Linked DNA regions of Mus musculus: region 2 is linked to region 1. Evidence: chromatin contacts called from public HiChIP or PLAC-seq data. All regions are on one chromosome and are shown on one strand. The core of a region is the stretch at or near the end of the contact, and the rest is flanking DNA. Distances in the headings are between cores, read along the strand shown.

Region 1 (4,674 bases), core at 769-3,268:
TAGCACATTTAAGGTCAACCCTGGGATAGATAGATGAGACCCTGTCTCTGAAAGAAAGAAGAAACGTGATCCGATCCCAGTAAAGACGTGGCACAGGTTTTTGTTTGCTGCATATCTACAGGCCATGCCTGCAGTACTGGGTGTGGTACTTGTCTGTAGGGGTAAGATGGCATTTGTGCAGCAGTGAGGGGTCCTGTGAGGCCTGCCACAGCACCAGAGGTGCATCAGCAAGTGGCTCACTACCCAGGGCTCAGGCGCTGGAGGTGGATAATTGCATGGTATGTGCACTGATTGATTGGTTCAACGACATGCAGTTTTCCCATTTACTTAGCATTTATTATGCATAAGCAAATGTAATAATGAAATTATGCTTGAAATATTCCTCATTATCTTCATTGTTTTGTTATGACTTTATATTTCCAAAATGAGTATCAGAAGAGAAGCACTGCACTGGCGAGATAGCTCAGAGGATGAATGTACTTGGCACTAAGCGCGGTGACCTGAGTTCCCTTTCTAGACCCACTTGATGGAAGGAGAGACTGATGATCCCTGCAGATGTCCTCTCTGCACACACACTCGCTTTCCCTCTCAACGAATAAATAAATGTGTCCATCCATCCATCCATCCATATACACACCCATCCATATACCCATGTATATATACGTATATGCATACATACATTTATACATACATTCATACATGAATGCAAGGAAATTAAAAACAAACTGAGAAGCACTGTTTGTGGAGTCACAATTCTCCCTTTTCTTTTTTTTTTTTTCATTTCTTTCTTTCTTTTTTTTTTTTCTTTTTCTTTTTCGAGGCTCAGGGTGGTTGTGACCTGATGAGCAGTTTGGTTTCAGGATTCCCCCATGTTGTCACACCTATTCCTTGGGTGTTTGGTGTGGTGGTGAAGCTTTCTTTGAGTCACACTATGACTCACGTTGTATCACTCACAATGATACAATATGACTCACGTTGTATCACTCACAATGATACAATATGACTCACGTTGTATCACTCACAATGATACAATATGACTCACGTTGTATCACTCACAATGATACAATATGACTCACGTTGTATCACTCACAATGATACAATATGACTCACGTTGTATCACTCACAATGATACAATATGACTCACGTTGTATCACTCACAATGATACAATATGACTCACGTTGTATCACTCACAATGATACACTATGACTCACGTTGTATCACTCACAATGATACAATATGACTCACGTTGTATCACTCACAATGATACAATATGACTCACGTTGTATCACTCACAATGATACAATATGACTCACGTTGTATCACTCACAATGATACAATATGACTCACGTTGTATCACTCACAATGATACAATATGACTCACGTTGTATCACTCACAATGATACAATGACTCACAAGCATAAGGAGCTGAGTGTTACTTTTCTACGTTTTGTTTTGTTTTTTTAATTTTTCATTTTTTGAAGCTCTTTTTTCTTTTGTACCAGGTACTCGTAGCTGATACTATATATCAATAAACAGAAATAACCAGGATCCTCTTCCTGTCTTTCTCTCAGCATTTCTCCTGATCTTCTGGGTCCTTAGCTGAGGAGAAAGTGAACTGCCCTGTTGGTTTTCTGGCTACTGTTACCATTCTTGGTCATCACAGTAGTTGGATTCACACTGCTGTATTTATGCTGTATGAGATTGGAAGATACTAAAAACCCAATTGAACAGCATTCAAAATACTCCAAAATTATTTCCCTACTATCCGTGGTATTGACTTTAAGAAAATTGACTTTTTTTTTTTTTTTGTCATTTATAATGATTGGGTGAATTTCTACCTGAGTTTATAGTTTTTACAGTGTGGTAAATTTTTGCTTGTGGATTTAAAATATTTGGTCAGCAAATCTGTAGTTAGCAAGGCAAATGCAAACTGAACAAGGCTGCATGTGGGACAGAAAAGCTGTAGCTAGCCTGTGCCTGGCTCTAAAGTGTAGCTGGAGCCCCTGCACCTGCATCCCCACCGCGCCCAGTGCCACAGTGGTGCGGGCACAGCCCCTCCTACAGTTGAAACAAAAGGAAGTCCCAGAAGACATTTCTCTCCCTGAGCTGACTCTTCAGACCCAGTCTTTCATTTTTAGTCCGGTTTTATTAGTTTGAATATTCTTTCTTCCTTTTGATTAGTTTTGTTGGTCCTTTCTGTTGGTTTCCTTTTTTTTTTTTTTTTCTGGTTTTTCAAGACAGGGTTTCTCTGTATAGACCTGGCTGTCCTAGAACTCACTCTGTAGACCAGGCTGGCCTCGAACTCAGAAATCCGCCTGTCTCTGCCTCCCAAGTGCTGGGATTAAAGGCATGTGCCACCACCACCACCTGGCCTTTTATTTTATTTTATTTTATTTTATTTTTTCGAGACAGGGTTTCTCTGTGTAGCCCTAGTTGTCCTGGAACTCACTCTGTAGACCAGGCTGGCCTCGAACTCAGAAATCCGCCTGTCTCTGCCTCCCATTTGCTGGGATTAAAGGCATGTGCCACCACTGCCTGGCAGTTTCCTTTTTTATTAATTTTAGATCTGATATTCTCTCAGTATACTGATTTTGGATTTGGCCTATTACTTTCTGGAAACATTCAGTTGTATTGTGAAACTATTTTATTTGTGATTCCTCTGTTTTGTTTCCTTAATATAAGTGCCTGTGGCTGTCAAATTTCCTCTTAGAATTGCCTTTGCTGTATCTTTCACATTCCTGGTAAGTGGTGCTTTTGTTTCAATTTGATTTTAGGAATTTAAACATTCCCTTTTATCGGTGCTGTGCATGCTGCTGGTGGAGCAGTCAGTATTCTTATCCAGATGTGAAGGCTGAGGACTCCATAGTGAGTGGCCTGGTAAGATAGGCCCAGGGGCCCAATATGGCACAGATGTTATAGTGGTAACCAACCACTTTCTATTTGATTCACAGCCCATTTCACCAGACAGAGCTTATACCTGGGGCTGGTCATGGGACCTAGGGGAGAGCCTACTGCTATTATTGTCTGTGTGAGCATAGTGTTAAACTGACTCTAATGATGGCTTACACCCAATACCCAGATACCTTTCAACCTTTATTGGAGGGTTTTTTTTTTTTTTTCTTTCAGCAGTAGATGTCCTGGAACTTGTTCAGTAGACCAGGCTGGCCTATGTAACTGGACTTTTCAGAATAATTTGTTGGGTTCTTATATCTACTACTGTTTCCACCGGGAACCCTTCTAACCCCCCAACATTAGGTAAGCGAGAGAGAAAATGAATGTTAGAGGGGAAAGGGGGCATAGATCTCTTTAGACTACTTCCTGCTGACTAGAGGTGTCAAGTTACTAGGGGCAAGTCCAGTCTCATCATCAGGAGATACATCTAGCAATCCAGAAAACCAGCAATAGCAAAAGCAGAAAACACAACAGCAGGGACCAGCAATAGCAGGGACCAGCAGCAGCGGGGCAGCAGCCTCTGCAAGACCCTCTCCTGGCTCTCTCTCTCATACCCTCTCAGGAGTCCCCAGAATTCCAAACATAAGCTCTCTGCAGCTGGCACAATCACGCCCCTCCTAAAGCACGAGACAATCATAGTCAGCTGCTGTGGACAACCTGAAGCAGCCCTGTACCCCACACCTGGGATTAAAACAGAAACGTAACTGGGTTTTTGAAGAAACAAAATTTCTCACTACAGGCCTCAAACTCAGTCGACAGAGCTGCTTTCCTTTGGATTTTTCCCTTTTATGTATTGTGGTCCCTCTTCTCTCTGTTTCTCTGCTGACTTTCTCATCTAGTTCTTGAATTCATTAATGTGTTTATTCATGTCTTCTTTGAAGTAATCAGTTACTTAAAAATTATACTTTTTAATTCTTTGGCTAATATTGCAACCATTTTGATCTCCTTGGATTGGGTTCTTGGAGAGCTAGGAACTTTCGGAGGAGTCATGTTGCCTATGTTCCCTTATTTTGTGTTATGGTTTGTCTATCGGGGTGGATACTCATCCTGCCTTTGTGAATATTCTTGCTGTGATCAACCCCGACTTCTGTCTTGGGAAGAATAAGTAGACTGCAGTAGCAATGCAAATCTCTAAATGAAAACAAATGAGATACTTTATATAATAGAAACAGCTTGAAATGACAGCTATGCCACAGTGAGGACTGTAGAGAGAAGAGCCGAGGTCATGAAGCGTGTAAAGTCGGAAGTTGTTGGAGAGGCTTCAAGGTGAGTATTAATAACAATAGAAAAGGGAGGGAGAAGCAGCAAAATAGGAAAGAGCGGCCTATGTGAGGTAAAGTTAGGAGAAATGCAGTGAGCGGGGAGGACGCAGATGCAGGGCAGGAAGAACAAGCCCAGAGCAGAAGGGAAGCTCTGCTGTGCCACAAGCACTTAAGATGGGGGAAGGAATTTCAGAGTCCAAGGTAAAGAAGAGAGAAGTGGCTGTGAGAGGAAGTTCACCCTCTTCACAAGAGCTGACTGAGCACTGTCGTGGGGAATGTACAGGATTGACACTCAAATGGCAAGAAAAGCCGGTGACCTTTCTGATCTGTAGAACCCAATTGTCATTTGTCAGCAAAGTCTGCCACCGTGGTTGTCTGTCATGTAACATCTATCATCATCTATTTAACATCTACCTACCAGTCTGTCATCTGTCAATCTGTCCTCTAGCAGTGAGTCTG
Region 2 (4,674 bases), core at 1,620-4,119, 350 kb after region 1:
CCTGCCTCCCTTTAACTGGGAAAGTTTCTCGAGAGTCTCTTTACTTTTGGCAATCTACATACACAAGTGCTCTGTAAAACAGGCCTTAGCTGGGTGGGATTCACTAGAAATCTCTATCGTCATTGGTCTGGAGTGTTTTTTATCTTTTAGAACACCACACCAATAAAGTGATGTTTTCTTTATAATGGAACAAAGACAAATGCTCTGAACATGGCATGACAGCACTTACGTTGCCCTTGGTCATCTGACTGTTAGGTTTTCTCCACTGTAATTCCTCCCTTGCCATACTGCACTTGTTGGCTAGAGAGTTCATTTGACCCACTCCACAGTCTCTCTCTCTCTCTCTCTCTCTCTCTCTCTCTCTCGTGCTCATATGCACTTTCTTACCTCTTTTGGCATCACAAGATCTCAAGCTCTTCTTGTCTCTTTCCTGCCGTAGCTGTTCATTCAATCAGCCATTTCCCCAGGGAGCTTTGACTCCCTTTAAGGACATTGGTTAGCATCCTGGGGTCTGGGTGATGGGTCTGTTTTGGTCCCTTAGTTTTAACTCATCTTTCCTTTCCCTTTCCATTAACTCTTCTGTCCCCAGACCATTAATTATGGAGGTTTCAAAGATTAAACCACACCTTCAACTCAATAACCTGACTTTGTCCAAATGCTTATGAGATACAGGCAATAGAGTATATATAGTCTTGGAGTTCACAGCCAAGGTGGGAGACAGGTAGACATGAATAGCTCAAATGTTGGGACGTGACACCCAAGGCCTAGAGAATCCCTAAGGAGCTAGTGACTAATTCAGACCAAGCCATTTGGGGAGTCTCTGAACCGGGACTAGAAAGATCATGCTGTGGTCTCCACATCCTGTTTCCCAGTTTAGAGCATTCCTCTAAGCTGTAGCACCTGACCAATGCTCCCTCTATGACTAGAGCAGTCACCATCAATGCTGAGGTGGCTTCCCTCTTCCCCACCAGGGCTTCTTTCTTCCCTCATGAAAATGGGCAGACTCAACTCTTCCCTCAACTCCTCTGAACCCTGAGAATTCATATGGTAATCATTTATTTAAGTTAGATTTGGGTGCATGGCACTCTGTTATTATATTGTTTATTCCTTCTTCTGGCATGGCTTAAATACTTCATAATAAAATTCAAAACATATTTATGAAGAAAAAAAAAAGAAGGAAAGTCTATGTCTCCATCATGTGTGGACGATGTCGTCAATGATTAATGACCAACAAAGTGAGATTCTGGGATTTCTGAACCCACATCATATGGGACCTTCTAGCTTCTGCACAGAGTCCCCACTTTGAGAGCAGGGACTTCCCTGCCAGACACCTGCCATTCCCAGACTGGAGCCAGGGGGCATGCAGCTGGCTTGAGTCTGCTGAAGCCTGTCTGATTAAGTGTTGCTAGGTGCTCATGAGACTCAGTACCAAATGAAACGGATTGCCCTGCTCACCGGTAATCCAGTCTCTATGGTTCAGACAACCTGAGAACAGTGACATTGTGACAACCCTTGATAACAGGAGGGACATGCAACTAGAGCCATTTAGGAAAGTCCTGGCTTGAGACGTCAAGTCTAGAGCATTAACTGTCTGCCTTGTGGTGGTATCTTTGTGTCAGTCCTGAACTGACTCAAGTTTTTTGTTTTTTGGTTTTTTTTTCCAGTCTAAAGCCATCCTCAAATAAATGTATTAAAAAATTTGGGTCTTGTGACAGTGGAGGGAAAGCTGAGGTCTTGCTGACAGCTGAGGGAATAAGAGACAGGCCAGGCACTGGGCTAACTAGGGATACTATAGTATGTCAGAGTAAGGGTAGGTAGGATATTAGTTTGAGTCTTTGGAGAAAAGTATGACAGTGATAACCAACCTAGCACATGTAGGTTGGTAACAATAATGTTATATTTACAAGGCTAGGCTATGCAGTGCCAGGAAACTGTTCTGCACTGCTTTTAGGGCTAGTGCCCCTGAGAACACTTTAGGAGGATGTCTTCAGTGACTTTCGAAGTGAGATTCTGGGATTTCTGACACCTTATAGCCTCTGCAGTGTTCATTTGGATTATTCTCTCTGGAAGCCTTGATATACCATGTAAAAGACCCCTATTGTCTGGAGACTGTCACACTTGAGAGGGTTCCTAGCTGACACAAGACTTTAGCCACCCTTATTCACTTGGAAGCCGTGAATAGAAGATACCTTTAGACTCTTAGGTTAGTCCGTCTATCATCCAAAGACCACAGGGTAACCTTCATCAATGAAATAGAGGAAAAGGCTTGCCCAGTTGAGCCCTGAACAGACTTCTGCACTATAACATCATGAAACATAATAAAGGGTCTTGTTTGATGCCTGCTAAGATAAATAGATAACCAAGATATCCAGGCCACCCAATTCAAACCAAAAGTCTGAGTACCTACCAATGTCTAAATACTGCATCAAAGTAAGAGGCAGGGGACCTTGCTTCATTCTGAAAACACTCTGACCAAGCAACTGGAGTGAAGACAGAAATTTCTGAGCATGTTGGTCCTGAAGGTCCTGGAGGCTGACATTTTAGGGTACCCTGACTCACCTGGTAAGGCCTACAGGAGCAAGCAGGAAAGCTGACTTAGAAATAACACCCGGATACAGGAATCTTTGTGCAGAAATGGAAGGGAGGAGTCTGGGAGGGGAAGCACGTGGAGGAAGGGTAGCCACAGGAAGAGGAAGATCAGCTCCACGCATAAAGAAGGGGCTGGATGTTGAGAGGAGGGGCTGAAGGTGTTTCCCAAGGGTTTCTTGCAGGGCCTACAATCATAACAGGCAGCCTAGAGGGGCTGTCTGCAGTAGTGCCAGGACTGGTGGTGCCTTCTCCCTGGCTCTAACTGCTCTCCCTATGCCTGGCTGTCTTTAAAAAGCCTTGATAGATGTCCAAATGAGCTCACACACAGCGCAGGTGCAGGCTTGGCCCGTAAACCACAACAGCAAGGGGCACTGGGTAAAACCTCTTGGAGGTGGGGGAGGGCAGATAAATAGTGATTATTTGTTTAGCATCATTAGTAAGAGTCCCAGAACCCTGCAAAGCAAAGCAGAAACTTTTGTATTAAGGAGATTAAACCTTAAACTCAGCTGAGAAGACTCTCCTGTATTGAGTGGCTTTGTTGTGCCTGGCATTGTGTGATTATATGCAAATCATGGAGAGGCCTTTCTGGGGTCCTGACCACAGAGGCTTAGCCGCATGGCCAGGGTGAGTGTGTGGCAGGGCCAGCCACACATGTTTGTCAGGCTGTATAGAGTAGGGAAGTCTGCATTTCCTGAAGTTCAGGGGCTTGTGGATTCAAAATTATGCTCAACATGTTAACCACTTTCTGATGAATGGCTAGAAGTTAGGGACAGAGGGACACCTTGAAAGTATTACTGGAAATTCATGGCACCGTCCAGTGAGGATGTCCAGTGAGGGTCTCATATCACTTTGCTCACATCTCCTGTAGTATTATTTAGTATTTTCTCTTTTGTAACGTGTGTGCTCTCCAAGGAGATGGGGCCATGTTTTGGTTTCCCCATTCCTAGTTCTCTGAGTGTCTGACTTCGAACCCCTAGTAGCCAATCAGAAAGATGTTGGAAGATTATCCTGGATATGTTGACCAGGGAAGCACTTGTTCAATGTTCGTTCTTAGTAATGTAGAGTGTTAGGTGCTGGAAGAGGAGGTAATGAGAGATCTCTGGGAACAGAGATGAGTGAGACACTTCTGCAGTCCAGATGTTATCAAAATGCCTGGTAGGATTTAGTAAGCCCCGGGGGGCATGACCCACAGAAGCACTTGGCTTCTTCATTAGGACTCACATGAAGAGGCTGGAGGTTTCACAGAAATAGAAACATTCAGAGCCAGGCCCTGAAGGTCTAGAAGTCATATGCAAAGAGGAAGGGTGCCACCGGAGCCAAAGGTAGGACGCAGGCTGGCCCTGTACCTGGATTACACTGTGTTGGGACTGTGGACAGAGTTTGTGTACACTACCCCTCAAGTTCTCAATTTTGTATTAGAAGTTGGCAAACTGGAGTAGAAGAATCTTAGACTTAGGGACTGTAGAACCCAGTGTCAGCATCCACAAAGCTGCCATTGGGACACTCCTGGAGACTTCTATGTTTTTACGCTGTGGGTCTTCTGGTATGCCTCCTCTTCCTCTGCTGAGAGGCAGCTGCTTCCCAGCCTGCCAGCACAGTTGACTTGGACATCTCTAAGCCCCCTTTGGAAGATAGCCACAGAACTGGCCAACAGGATCACCAGTCATGGCCATTAGTTTTCTCTGTTGGGGCACAATGGGTATTCCTGAGGCCCCGTGGGAATAAGAACCGAGAGAAGACGGTAGAATGAGCTTGGCTCCTTACCTACAGGACCTGTTACTCAGGCCACAAAAGACCACTCAACCGACCAGCAAGGCTGAGTAGGTCTTACCGACTCAACTATAAGCTATCAACTAGCAAGCTATCAACACGGGGCACCTTCCCTGGGTAGAGCCATAGAGACAGGGAGTTGATTGGGAAGCAGGGGTGATTATGGGCACTCCTAGTTGTGACTCGGCACGGGTGCTGAGGACATCAGATGTCCTCTAACCTTTGTCTCGTAGAGTAGCTGAGCTGGTTCCTTGGTTGGGGGTTAGGAGGGAGTGGGAGTGAGGAAGATGGAGAGAAAAAAAGGGAAAGAGAAAA

The links. HiChIP or PLAC-seq counts read pairs in DNA pulled down with a chosen protein or histone mark.
Region 2: a contact with region 1 is called in an H3K27ac HiChIP or PLAC-seq map of large pre-B cells, with 2.2 times the contacts expected there. The contact joins two enhancer-like sites. A contact is called at or near these places in 2 of 15 datasets of contacts at CTCF or cohesin (embryonic stem cells and pro-B cells), 46 of 484 Hi-C or Micro-C datasets (the AML12 cell line, B cells, the C2C12 cell line and 30 more), 4 of 115 datasets of contacts at active chromatin or transcription factors (astrocytes, embryonic basal ganglia, embryonic stem cells and 1 more) and 1 of 9 other capture datasets (adipose tissue).

What each region holds. Positions count from the first base shown.
Region 1 is chr9:50,813,838-50,818,511 of GRCm38.p6, forward strand. The region is part of intron 13 of Alg9 (asparagine-linked glycosylation 9 (alpha 1,2 mannosyltransferase)); the gene reads left to right. Among named protein-coding and RNA genes, the nearest start is that of Gm38476, 41 kb to the left of the region's middle. Within about 2 kb of position 2,019, at least 19 of the 459 cell types and tissues checked have an H3K27ac peak or open chromatin away from gene starts, as enhancers often do. A contact at or near this core is called in pro-B cells, where this site is marked.
Region 2 is chr9:51,162,807-51,167,480 of GRCm38.p6, forward strand. All of the region lies in intron 1 of Gm32742, which reads right to left. Among named protein-coding and RNA genes, the nearest start is that of Gm32742, 3.7 kb to the right of the region's middle. Within about 2 kb of position 2,870, at least 31 of the 459 cell types and tissues checked have an H3K27ac peak or open chromatin away from gene starts, as enhancers often do. A contact at or near this core is called in pro-B cells, where this site is marked.